Linked DNA regions of Mus musculus: regions 1 and 2 are each linked to region 3. Evidence: chromatin contacts called from public Hi-C and HiChIP or PLAC-seq data. All regions are on one chromosome and are shown on one strand. The core of a region is the stretch at or near the end of the contact, and the rest is flanking DNA. Distances in the headings are between cores, read along the strand shown. Region 1 overlaps Wdtc1 (WD and tetratricopeptide repeats 1). Region 2 has its middle 7.6 kb from the start of Gm42322. Region 3 overlaps Ahdc1 (AT hook, DNA binding motif, containing 1).

The links. Hi-C and Micro-C count contacts between places; a contact is called where the count stands out from the background. HiChIP or PLAC-seq counts read pairs in DNA pulled down with a chosen protein or histone mark.
Region 1: a Hi-C map of bone marrow-derived macrophages shows a contact between it and region 3, with 25 read pairs. The contact joins two enhancer-like sites. A contact is called at or near these places in 2 of 15 datasets of contacts at CTCF or cohesin (CD8 T cells and large pre-B cells), 5 of 484 Hi-C or Micro-C datasets (bone marrow-derived dendritic cells, bone marrow-derived macrophages, embryonic stem cells and 2 more), 16 of 115 datasets of contacts at active chromatin or transcription factors (T-cell acute lymphoblastic leukemia, craniofacial prominence, embryonic basal ganglia and 10 more) and 2 of 9 other capture datasets (adipose tissue and pancreatic islet).
Region 2: a contact with region 3 is called in a FOXA1 HiChIP or PLAC-seq map of pancreatic cancer cells. The contact joins two enhancer-like sites. A contact is called at or near these places in 1 of 15 datasets of contacts at CTCF or cohesin (large pre-B cells) and 6 of 115 datasets of contacts at active chromatin or transcription factors (craniofacial prominence, embryonic stem cells and pancreatic cancer cells).

Annotation. Positions count from the first base shown.
Region 1 is chr4:133,308,344-133,312,662 of GRCm38.p6, reverse strand. It overlaps Wdtc1 (WD and tetratricopeptide repeats 1), which reads left to right. Exons shown (of 16, transcript NM_199306.4): 6 at 3,727-3,914. Among named protein-coding and RNA genes, the nearest start is that of Wdtc1, 29 kb to the left of the region's middle. Within about 2 kb of position 2,307, at least 5 of the 459 cell types and tissues checked have an H3K27ac peak or open chromatin away from gene starts, as enhancers often do. A contact at or near this core is called in bone marrow-derived macrophages, where this site is marked.
Region 2 is chr4:133,445,897-133,450,111 of GRCm38.p6, reverse strand. No RefSeq gene overlaps it. Among named protein-coding and RNA genes, the nearest start is that of Gm42322, 7.6 kb to the right of the region's middle. Within about 2 kb of position 2,526, at least 44 of the 459 cell types and tissues checked have an H3K27ac peak or open chromatin away from gene starts, as enhancers often do. A contact at or near this core is called in embryonic stem cells and pancreatic cancer cells, where this site is marked.
Region 3 is chr4:133,036,985-133,040,814 of GRCm38.p6, reverse strand. The region is part of intron 2 of Ahdc1 (AT hook, DNA binding motif, containing 1); the gene reads right to left. Among named protein-coding and RNA genes, the nearest start is that of Ahdc1, 27 kb to the right of the region's middle. Within about 2 kb of position 1,789, at least 206 of the 459 cell types and tissues checked have an H3K27ac peak or open chromatin away from gene starts, as enhancers often do. A contact at or near this core is called in bone marrow-derived macrophages, embryonic stem cells and pancreatic cancer cells, where this site is marked.

The sequences.
Region 1 (4,319 bases), core at 1,058-3,557, 270 kb before region 3:
TTAAAAATAAATAAATAAATACATTGTCTCTGTCTTCAGACACACCAGAAGAGGGCATCAGATCCCATTACAGATGGCTGTGAGCCACCATGTGGTTGCTGGGATTTGAACTCAGGACCTCTGGGAGAGCAGTCGGTGCTCTTAACCGCTGAACCATCTCTCCAGCCCCTAGGAAATGAATCTTTTCCCTTGATAAAAGGGAATTTAGCTGAGAGGAGGTGGGGAGGACCCTACAGACCTTGGAGCCCTGTCCCTGTGAGACAAGTCTCCTTTAATTCCAGGCTGGAACCTCTGGTCCTTGGCTGAGCATGACTGTGAACTTCTAGCCCTCCGCTGGGCCTCCTCTGAGTGCTTTACCATAAGCTTATATGGTGCTGAGGGCAGAACCTAGGGCTTCATGGATGCCAGCACTTTACTGCCTACAGTTGACAGTCTTTTCATCCCTGTGCACAGAGGTTAGGTCTTGATCCCAGAGAGCAAACCCAGCCGTGGCTGTTAGGCCTTAGAATTACATGTGGGTCTGGAGAGGAAAGAGCCCCTAATGCGTGGGGTCATTGAAGAAAGTTGTTTTTATTTGCTTTTTTAAGGCAGGGTTTCACTCTGTAGACCAGGCTGCTCTCAAACTCATAGACATCCACCTGCCTCTGCCTCCTGAATGCTAGGATTAAAGGCATGTGCCACCATGTCTGGCCTGAACAGCCTCTGGAGAAGTGTCAGAGGGAGGGGGTCTCTGGGGGGTGTCAGGCAGGGAGTTTGAACCACGAAGAGGTGAGAACCTGGTTCCCATTGACCATCAACCTGGATGGAGATTTGGGAAGTCTGATGCCAGGGGCTTTAGCCCTCAGATTTAACCATAGTTTAATCTGGAAAAAAAGTTTCCTGGTATAATACAATCCCTGGTGTACATGGACATTGTAATTACATTGAAACTCGACTTGGGGTACATGCCATTTCTTCCAAGAGGATGGGTTGGTTCTCGGCTACCTACACTAGCTTAAGGGCCTAAGCAGTGCTCTGACCTGGTCTTAGTCATACAAATAGCATAGGGCTTTTTTAGGCTATTAGCCACCTCTGGTCCTGGTTGCGGGGCCTTGGGGAGGCCCTGGCTGTGAGGGTCATTTAGACTACTAGCCACCTCTTGTCCTGATTGTAGTAGCTTAACATGACCTGGCCCAACAGATAACACAAGATGAAAGAACAGGTTTTACATCTTTGCTTGGAAGGACAATCCTGCATGCTTATCATTCGTTGTTTCTTTGGAGATCTGTGGGTGCAGAGCCTTGGTGCCCCACTCCCAGAAGCAGGGTTTTTGCACTGAGGTGACCTGTCGCTGGGCACATTGGATCTGAAGTGACCTGTGAGGAAAGGGCTTGTCAGCCCTGCCGTTGTATATTTATTTATATCTGTGGGCCCACGAGTGTGCGGCTGTCTCCTTAAGAGCAGTGACTCTACCTGAAACCAGAGCCACCTCAGGGAGCTCTGAGCCTCATCACCCTGAGTTCTGCCTCACTCCCTCTCTCTCACCTCTGCGGGTGAGTGCCTGGGATTGTTCTAGAAGCAGAACAACTGGAGCTTGGTTTGTGGTTCTGATGTGTGGGAAAGACGCTGCAGTACGTCTGTGGTCACCTTCCAAGATTATATTTTGACAGTAGTTGTTCACAACCTTCTAGTGTTTTTAGTGTTAAGATTTTATTTATTTTATGTATATGAGTACACTGTAGCTGTACAGATGGTTGTGAACCTTCATGTGGTTGTTGGGAATTGAATTTAGGACCTCTGCTCTCTCTGGTCGGCCTCGCTTGCTTAATCCCTGCTTGCTCTGGCCCAAAGATTTATTATTATAAATAAAGACAAGTACACTGTACCTGTCTTCAGACACACCAGAAGAGGGTGTCAGATCTCATTACAGATGTTTGTGAGCCACCATGTGGTTGCTAGGATTTGAACTCAGGACCTTCAGAAGAGCAGCCGTCCCTCTTACCTGCTAAGCCATCTCACCAGCCCAGTTTTGGTGGTTTAAATAAAACACCTCTTTTTCTTTTTTGTTTTTGGTGGTGGTGGTAGGTTTTTTGTTTTTGGTTTTGTTTTGTTTGTTTGTTTGTTTGTTTGTTTGTTTGGGATAGGATTTCACTGTGCAACAGTTTTGGCTGTCCTGGAACTTGCTTTGTAAAGACTAAGCTGGCCTTGAACACACAGAGATCTGCTTGGCTCTGCCTCCTGAGTGCTGGGATTAAAGGGGTGCACCACCACCACCCACTAAAAATACATTTTCAGCAATGTATTATGATATAGGTGTGTGATATGGGACGGGGGAATGTGAGGAAGCCAAAGGACAGCTTGGTGGAGTTGATCCTCTCCTTCCTTTTTATGGGACCCCAGGCTTGATTTCAAGTCACCAGGCTTGTGTGGCAAGTGCCATCACCCACTGCACTCTTTCCAGTTTGTTTAAGAAAAGCCTCCTTTTCCATGGACTTAGTGAAAACACTGCCTCTGGGCATTCATCATATTCCGTCCAGGCGCTCCCCCTGGTGGCAGCTGCGGCACATTGCAAGCAAGGCAGCACTGAGGGCTTACTTCACCTATTTTTGCTGTGGCTGGAATCTATGCTGCCTCCAGACAAGAATAAAGATTGAGGCATGCCCCTAAAAATAAGTTTATATATTCCTATTTCTAAGTGACAAAGCAGAAGAGCATTTTTGTTTTCTCTTCCAAATAAAAATCAAAAGGGAGAGCTGGGATATAGCTCTGTGGTAGAGCAGCTGCCTGCCTTTCTCCATGCCAGTATCTGATCTGTCTTCAGTACAGGGAAGGAAGGAGGGGAGATAGACAAACAGACACACACAAAGGGACAGGGAGGGAGAGAGGTTTTCTTCGTGTCATCTGGAATGTTACGTTCTTCACTTGACTGGGGTGATGGTAGTAGTCTTATAGTGGCCAGCCCTTCTCCACAGCCCAACATCTGCACTCTTCCCACTGTTTGCTCTATAAGGAGTATTTGGCTGAACATTTTTTGCCTAGATCCCATTTTCTCTTTTGGATCCTTTGGATCTTTCATAGAATTAGGAGTTTAGGTCAAAAGATGGGAATTGCTTTTTAATCCAAACCTGGATGGCCGGACATGTGGATGAACTGAGATGTAGGTGGGTGGGTGGGTGGGTGGATATATAAAGCCCCAGTCTGGGTTTGAACAGCCTTGCGGTGTTCTGAAACTCAGTGGTTGGTTGCTTGCTCTGCTTTATTTTGGTGCTAGAATTGAACCTAGAACATCAAGGATGTCACACATGTGGTCTGCCAGTAAGCTATGCCCTTAGCCATGACCCTTAAAGGTTTCTCCTTCTCCTATGCTCAGGATTAAACTTTGGTTTTTACACATACTAAGTGGGTGCTCACCTCGAAGAGACACACCCAGCCCCTAATTTGGGAATTCTTAGTAAGGGATAGCGAGAATTATCATCCACTCAGTTCCTATCTGGAGAGGAGTCAGAAAAAAGGGCTCCTTAGGCAGCGCAGCTCGGCGTGCATGGTGACCACTCCGACTGCACGAAGTGCAGATCCTGACTGAACTTCTGTGCTGATCGGCTGCTGCTCGATAGCCAGGCTCACTTTGGTGAGCTCTTACAAACTTAGTGATACGAGAGGGAGAAGGCGCGCTGACACCCAGGCCATTCTCCTTCAGTAGCCAGCTCTCTCCTATCTCCTGCCAATCATTTGATCTCTTGTGAGCAGTTCCTGCCTCATGCTGGAGACCGCATTTTGATCACGGGGGCAGCTGACTCCAAGGTGCACGTCCACGACCTTACGGTAAAGGAGACGATCCACATGTTTGGAGACCACACAAACCGGGTGAAGCGCATTGCCACGGCGCCCATGTGGCCTAACACGTTCTGGAGCGCCGCAGAGGATGGGCTTATCCGGTAAGGATCTCTGCATGAAATTACTGTATGTGCTCCGCTTCAGTGGCTCTGCTGCAATGCTTCCTTCCACCTGGTCTTTCCCCCAGCAGACAGGAAGTGGGTCTCCTCCCTGTTCCAGTGTCCTGTGTGTTTGCCTGTTTGCCCTGTTCCCTTCAGACACGGATGGCATTATTACCCTTCTTTCTTTTTCCCTTTGGGGTACTGGGAGTCAAACTCATGGCCTCTTACATCCCAGATAAATTTTCTACCACTGAGCTAAGTGACAAAACCCCTGTTTGACAGGATGGTTGGATGCTGAGATGGGGCTTGCTCTGGAGCTGGGGTTCAGCTCCTCAGCTACTGGAGTCCTGAGATGCCATGTGTGCCCGACCTCAGTCTGCCCCGCTCTGTTGTTATGAGCGAGGA
Region 2 (4,215 bases), core at 1,277-3,776, 410 kb before region 3:
TTGTTTATGTTGGCTGACCCTCAGGAGGGTCAGGATGAATCAAGCACTAGTTATTTTTTAGTGGGACAGGTCATTTGAAGGGAGTCCCCTTCCCCATTCAGGCAACAAACTTTCAATTCTGGCCACAGTCAGTATCAGCCAGCAGGTGGCGCTCTGACAGATGCTCGGCTGTTGCGGTTGGAATTCATGCAGTGGTACCTCGTGAGCCCACCTAAATTTTGACCCTTGCTGACCTCCACGAGTCTGGTTGCATGACTGCAGAATGACGCAGGGCCACGAATCTGACTGATCACGGACTCAGTCATTCTTTTAAGTACCAGAAACATGCAGATGGACGTGTCACATTTTCCGTGTTCTCCGTGCCCTCAGCTCCTGCCTGCGCTTCCCTAGAGAGAGCAGGTGCCCACTCGCTGCAAGTGGCTGAATTCTGTCATCTCACCGTGTTACACACTCCCCCTCCACCTGCCTCCTTGCGGTCTCTCTTTCTGGAAAATTCTCATTGGAGGTTGACTAACAGACTTTAATTCCATAACCTCCCTCAAGCCCTCCTGACTTCACAGGTATTAAGTAGCTTCCTCTCCCCTTCCTCAAGGGCTGTCCAGACTGTGGGAGATGCCCTCACTACATTGGCCCACAACTCACAGACATGGCAATATTGCCTCCTGCCTAGCTTTCCCAGTGCTGGGATTGCAGGCGTGAGCTATCACGTCTGAGGTCAGAAGATGGCTGGAATGTTCCTTGTGTCTCACCATCTGCTTGCCCTGTCCTGTCCTTGAACTTCCTCTGAGCTCCACAGCATGAAAAATTAGCTCCTCGGGATCTGCCCAGCTTCCCAGAGGCTGCAGGAACATCTCAGACTCCACCCACCTCAATTTAGCAGGCAGAGTGTACTGGAGTAAAATGCCTTCCTCAGCCAGCCCAGGGATGGGGGCACCAACAGGGGCAGTGGGCGGCCATCATTGAAGGGCTCTCTAACAGGCCCAATCATGGCAAACATGGCGCTGTCTGCTTTGGCCCTTCCCTCTGCCTTGCTAAACCACGAGATTACATTCCTAAAGCTTGCCCCCAAGGTCTATTCCCTTATTTAGCCACCTATTCATTCTTGAGACTAAACACCAAGGCCCAGCTATCAACATTCATTTTTTGCCTACACCAGCTAAGCTGTCCAATCAGGTCTTAGCACAGACTTCCCCTTCCCTCATTAAAAACTATTTCTGCAGACACACCTGCTACTGCCGTGGTCTGATCCAGAGGCGGCACGCCCCTTGCTTGTCCCTCTGGGGTAATAAACTTCCTTTGTGCTGAGAATTTGGTGTCTGGGTGTGTTCCCTAGCGACTCTAACACACACACACACACACACACACAATCACAAGATGAGGTCTGTGATGGGGTCCTCACAGGGTCTGAGGATAGCTGTGGAGTGCGGTCTTCCTAAAGGAGGCACTAGTTCCCTGGGGGGACTGGACAGGGCTTTCCCACCATGGAGACGGAGTGAGTTAGGGCGAGTCCCACCCCCAGTGCTGTGGCCGAGCCTCAGGAATTTCCCAAAGGGAGAATGGCTAGTGGGGAAACGAGTGGAATAATTTGGGAAGGGAAGCTCTGGGCGAGAGGAAGGTAATGTCTCTAAGAACTCTTAGGAAGAAAGGCCCAATGGAACAGAGCGGGTGAGCGTGAAGCGTTCAGGTGGAGTGGGTCATGCACTCAGGTAGCTGAGGCAGGAGAATTGCTGTAAGTCTGAGGTCAACCTGAGCTACATAATGAGTTCCACACCGGGTTATAGATTTAGAGTCTGTTTAAGTGTGCGCGCACACACCAAAACAAAATAAGACTTATGGAGGATCAGGAAGTAGGCAGGAGACAAAGAATCCTAAAATTCTCTGTGCTTACCTTTCCATGAGGGAAATGGTGCTGGTCTACAGTGCGCATGTGCTGAGCGCAGCCCGGCGCTCACTTCCCTCCCTGATGGAGCACAGGAGGACGGCCCTGGGCCAGAGCCCTGGCTCCTTTGTGGTTTGCTTTTGTTTGCAGCACTGGGAATTGAACCCACGACCTCACGCACACGGAGGCAGGTGTTCTGCCACTGTGCTTTCTCTGCTTGGAAAGACTACATTGGCTGGCATCTTTGGGGGCCAGGCAGACTCCTTACCATCGGTGTGAACCTGTCAGAAACCCTGGTAACCTGAATATAAAAAGGGTCGTTGATTGATTTGGGCTCCTCTTAAGGATGAACACAGCAGAGGAGGCGAGATTTAGCGGCTGTTCTGACTGGTTAGGCTCCCTTCTCTCCCTCTCCTCCCCAACGCAGGAGAAACTGTGGAGTAGGTGTGGCTCTCCTTGGCTCCTGAAGTCCCAGGGAGGCAAGTCTGAGTCTCACAGCCTTATTCCATCCCCCCCCCCCCACCTGTGACTGCTTTCTAGAGATTCCAGCACCTTCTGAGTCTCGACTGTATTAGTTACTAGAGTTAGGGCACAGACTATTCCACACTGTGCACAGAGGACGGTGGCACATGGCTTCTCTGACTCAGCATGACTCCAGGAGTGCCACAGCTGCGTGCCTGCAACTCATGATCTCTCAGAGTTGTGATCAGATGTGAGTCAGATCTGCTGCTGCCTGAAGATTTGAGGGTCTCCTCAGAGGACTGTCCACTCCCAGGGTTGGCAGCTTGATGCTGAGCAGGTGGCCTCAATTCCTGGCTTCATGGTCAGGTGTTGTAGCTTGTGCGTCCTCACAAAACGCCTGGCTTCCCTGAAAGGCAGTTGCCCCAGGCGGGGAGGTCGAAGCCCCAGTCTCCTTCATAGTTTAACCCTGACTATCACAAGCCTTCACTCCTGCTGTATCTTTTTGGCCAACCACTTCATTGCTATTTAGTGGGAAGGACATGTCAAGGGGTTACTGGAACTTTCTTGCATCCTGGCAGCCATGCTAGCTTTTATGTAAATCATTAGGAATGAGAGAGAAGCTCATAGACCTTCTAGAACCATCTGAGTGCTCTGAGCCATGTCTGCTTCCAGCTTGGGACTCTGAAGAGGGATGAAGCTGCCAACCGCCAGTGACTCTCTTCTTCCTGTCCCCTATCCCCCCAGTCTTTACTTCTTGTAAAAGTATCCCTTTTACTCAGGCAGTGAGTTCCAACTACCACCCAGGTGTGGCAGCTGTTCAGCAAAGCCATTGACTCACTAACTGTTCTGGGCTCTCTCTGCTGGCCTGCTACAGTTCATCTGGAGGCCAGTGACAGGGGTCAAGTCACCTGAAGGAGGGGTGACAGAGTGTGTCACAAGAAGCTGAAGAGCCAAGATTCAGGAAGGGTGGGGACCTTGACAGCTGGGGTCCATGGTACTACAGACTCAGGCTGCAGTTGTAGCTCAGTCAGCAGAGAGCTTGCCTTCAAGCAGTGAGGACCTGAGTTCAATACCCAGAATCTGTGTGTCCTAGTTAGCGTTTCCATGACTGTGAAGAGACACTATGACCAAGGCAACTCTTATAAGAACGTTTAACTGGGGCTGGCTTACAGGTTCAGAGGGTCAGTCCATTAACATCAAGGTGGGAGCATGGCAGCATCCAGGCAGACATGGTGCTGCAGGAGCCAAGAGTTCTACATCTTGGTCTGAAGGCAAATAGGAGAAAGACTGGCTTGCAGGCAGCTAGGAAGAGGGTCTTAAAGTCCACTCCCATAGAGACACACTTTCTCCAACAAGGCCATACCTCCTAAGAGTGCCCCTCCCTGGGCCAAGCATATTCAAACCACCATACTGTGTTCAGAAGGAAAGGAGGCCAGGCTTAACGGTGGGCACTTGTAACCCCAGTGCTGGAGAGGTGGGGACAGCTGGATCCCAAGGGCTTTCTGGTGAGCCAGCCTAGCTCTTGGCAAACTTCATGAGAGACCCTGTCCAAAAAAAAAGGTGGACATCTCCTGAGGAATGACACCTGCTGTAAGGTTTTTCTCTGGTCTCTCCGTGCACACCTATACACATGTCCAAGTGTCCACCCCCATATGTCCACCCGCACACACATGAATACACCAGCACACACATATACATACTACACGAACACACTCGAGACACCTCACACCTCACCACTGCTCCAGTTTACTGGTAAAAAGAATCAGATTGGTCCAGCTGAGCCAGATGACTACATCCACAATGGCCAGGGAAGAGGTGGAGCTATAGCCATGATGCTGTAAGGTGGGCGGGACCTAGGACAGGTGATGTTGCCG
Region 3 (3,830 bases), core at 540-3,039:
TGTACTTCCTGGGCTGGAGTGGAGCCTAGGGGAATTTGAATTTGAATCTGCGCATCTGGTGGCGGCGGTGGGGTGGAAAGAGAGCAAGGAGCCCCAAAGGAAAAATCCTTCTGACCTTAAGCCGGTCTGGGCCTTACACCTGGAGACGCCAAGCTTTGTCCTCTGCCAGCCCCACCCCCCAGCGGAACAGTGGGAGCATCCGGAGGAGACCAGCCCCCACCTTGGGCATCAGTTTCCAGTCCACACTTAGAGCAGGCTGGGGAGGAAGGGCTTTAATTTAATACATTGTGCCCAGAACTGGTTTCCAGCACCCAGCACTTACAAGGTCTCTTACTCCGTGTAGATCTACCTGAACCTAACAGTAAGCACGGGTTTAATGAATAAATGAACACTCAATGACGCCAACGGCTCTCCCTCTCCATCCCCTTCTCACGAGACACTGATTACCTTGGGAAACCACATTATACAGGGGCCAGTGGAAGGCAGATGGGATTAATGCTTTAAGGGTGGCCTCTATCCTCCTGAAAGCGACTGCTGGTACTCAGGTGTCCTTACTGAGTTGGCCCCACACTAATTGCCTTACATGTGCAACTTTAAGCCCCACAAGGCCTAGTTTTTTCAGAAAAGTCAAAGGTAAAGGAGTAAAGAGACTTGCCCAAAGACACTGAACAGTGCAGGGCAGAGAAAGAATCAAACCATGCCTACTACCACCGATGCTTCGGTTTAACGCGGCGCGGTGAGCTCGGTGGGGGCGGGAATTGTAACTGAATCAGAGCCTTCGGCTGGGAGTGGCCAAACGGTTCATCCGTTTCCATCCGCACTTTACCAAACGGTACTAGAATCAGGCAAAGTTGTGGGGAAAGTAATCTCTGAACACACACGCGCGCGCGGACACACTCCCAACAGTAAAGGAAAAGAAAAGAAAAGAAAAGAAAAGAAAAGAAAAGAAAAGAAAAGAAAAGAAAAGAAAAGAAAAGAAAAGAAAAGAAAAGAAAAGAGAAAAGGAAGAGCCCTGAGAGGTCACTTACCAACTCCCCTGGCTTTCGGGGCTCCGGTAAACGGGACGCCCTCCCTCCCGGGTCCCTTTTCTGGACTCCCTGACCCGCAGGGTGCAGTTATGCCCCAAAGCAAGCTGCTGCCGGAGTTGGGGAAATCATCAAGGATGGTCCCCAGCCGTCCGCGGTCCACTGGCTCGGTCGTTGCCAGAGAAGGGGGCCTGGGAGCGAACGGCCTCGCCTGCCTTCGGCAGAGAGGAAGCCCTTCGACGCCTCGGCTCGAGCAGGAGGCGCGGGTCTGCCGGCCGAAAGAAGCCGCTCCGGAGTTTTGCCGCCGCCGCCGCCCCTCGAGCTACCTGGCCGCCCGGTGGCCGCGCCTGCGCCCCCGCCCCCTCCCCAGGAGGCCGCAGGGCTTCTGACTCCGGCGGAGGTGACGGGGCCGAGAGGGAAACCAGGCGGCGGGGGGAGGGGCGTCGCCTGCACCTGGCCCCTGTCCGCCGCCCAGGCCGGGGAAGGGCGGGCCTGGACCCCCGCCAGCCCCGAAGGAGCGGCGGGGGAGGGGAGCCTCCCGCCTCGCCCGGGGGAGGTCCGGGAAACCTCTCCCACCCCCGGAGCGGCGACGGCGGCGGCGGAGGCTACGGAGACGCGTGCGGGGGTCGGCCGGCTCGGCGCCCCCTTCCCGAGCCGCGCTGGGCCGGCTCCCCCGGCCGCTCGCGCTCTCCAGCTGCAGGAAATTCCAGAAGCTCTCCATCATCCCGGCGCAGCGCGCCGCCTGGGCTGCCAAGGCTCCCCGAAGGAGAGCCACATGCGGGCCGGCCGAGCGAGGGAGCGAGCGACCGCGCGGCCCGCCCTCGCCCCCACCCAGTCCCACTCGGCGAGGCAGCCACGTCGCCCGGCCCGCCGCTCCTTCCCGCGCCCCGGGGACGGCGGAATGCGTGGCAGCCCCGGCCGGGGGCTATTTTGAGCGGGAGGGGAGCGGCCCGGCCGCGCTGTTTTCGGCTTTTTCCTGGCCCCCGTCCCGCTAGCCGGGGCCCTCGGCTACCCGCGGAGGAGGGACACGTGGAAGGGGAGGGGAGGGCCGCTTCTATCCGGCTCGGGGCTGGGGAGGGCCCGGGAGACACCCGGCCCGACTCGCTTGCTCGGCCGGTCGAGCGGCAGAATTGCTAACACCGCCTGATTGCGGCTGGTGGCTGCGAGGCGCCCGCTACCTGCACGCCCCTCCTCCGGTGAGCGCCCGCGGCCCGGGCACTCCCTCCCCAGCGGCGGACTCAGGCCTCACTGGATAGCGCCGCCGAGCACCAGTGGCCAATCACCGGCCTCGATTTCCTTACCTGTAAGTTGGGATGAGCTACCCGGCTTTATTCGGAGAGTACCTTATTCACTTTGCCGTGCGCCTTTTCCTGAGCAAAACTTTTTTTTTTGAGGGGGGAGGGATATTTATTGAGAGGGATTTAAAAATCCCCCCTTTCAGAGTAAAAGTCCCTTACACCAAAACAGTGTATTTTCATACATTTACATCTAGCGCCTACTTCATATTAGTGGCCAACAACATGCACACTGGCTCTGCAGTATCAAAGAGCATTAACTCCATTAAGGTCCCAATAAAGATACAGTGTTTCTTGCCGGAGGAAACTGAGGTTCAGTAGTGACCTGCCAGAGGTTTGACAGCAGCACAGCCCAAAGTCAGACAAACTGGCTTCAGAATATTAATTACTGACACAAAGTAATTAAACCTTAAACAGAGGCGGAAACTAAAGCCCAATGTGTCAGAGTAGGTACCCAATAGAGGTCTCCCAACTCTTTAGTACCCCGCTGCAACAGTTGAGTCGGTTCAGCACCTGCTGTGGGACAGCTAGAGGGTCTAAAGATGGATACCATTTTGGATGTCCAAGAGCCCAAAGACTGCACTCTGCTTTCCAATGCTCGTCTCAGACTACTTGGCCCCTGAAGTTAACTTGTTTATCATATTCCGGACTCAACCCAGCCTCAGAGGTAAGGGGTACAAAAATGAGAGATGTGACACAGGGCGGGCGGGCGGGCGTGGGGGGGGGGCGCATCCTCACAGAGCCTGGAGATGCTTCCTGCTCCCTACACACACACACACACCACTCCAAGCAAGGAAACACAAAGGTTGGCAGTCACATATCACACCCTCCCTCCCGCCCCGGAAACCTGGCAGTTTATTTCTGTCTCCGGGTCCCCTGTTTCCATAGAGTCAGTCCAGGAAGGCTGGCAGCAGCTGGCTTAGAGGGGCAGGGTTTCTGCTCCAAGGGTCCAGCTGCCACCCTGCCTTCCCCCACCTACCAGGCCAGGACGGACTCCAGAGTCAGAGGTGACATTGGGATGAAAGGAAGGAGCTAAGAACCGGTGCTCAGAGGCGATGCCAAAAAGCCCTGAGAGGCGGGGGAGCCGCAGTAGAGGTTCCACCTGGGGCCAGTTGGTCAGAACCCTGAGGGAGGGGAATCCTTTCTCCTCAACCCACAGCCCAGGTGCCTTCTCCTGCTGGGCCAGTCTATACCGGTGCAAAGTGGCTAAAGGTGTAACCCAACACTTCAACTCAATTTATTCCAGATAATTCTGCCTCATGATTCCTGGACCCTCGTCCCAAAGAAAAGGCTGCCACCTGTCACACGTGGCTTCTGAGAACACTGTTAGTCTCAAGTGAGAGATGGATAAAATACACGGCAGTTTCTTTAGTCCTACTATTAAAAAAGGAAAGTAGCCCAGCAGTCCTGTAATGATGATATGCTGAGGTGACCCTACCTTTGATGTGCTGCGTTAGATATGATACATTAGTGAATGGATTTTGCTTCTCTTCTCTTCTCTTCCTTAGAG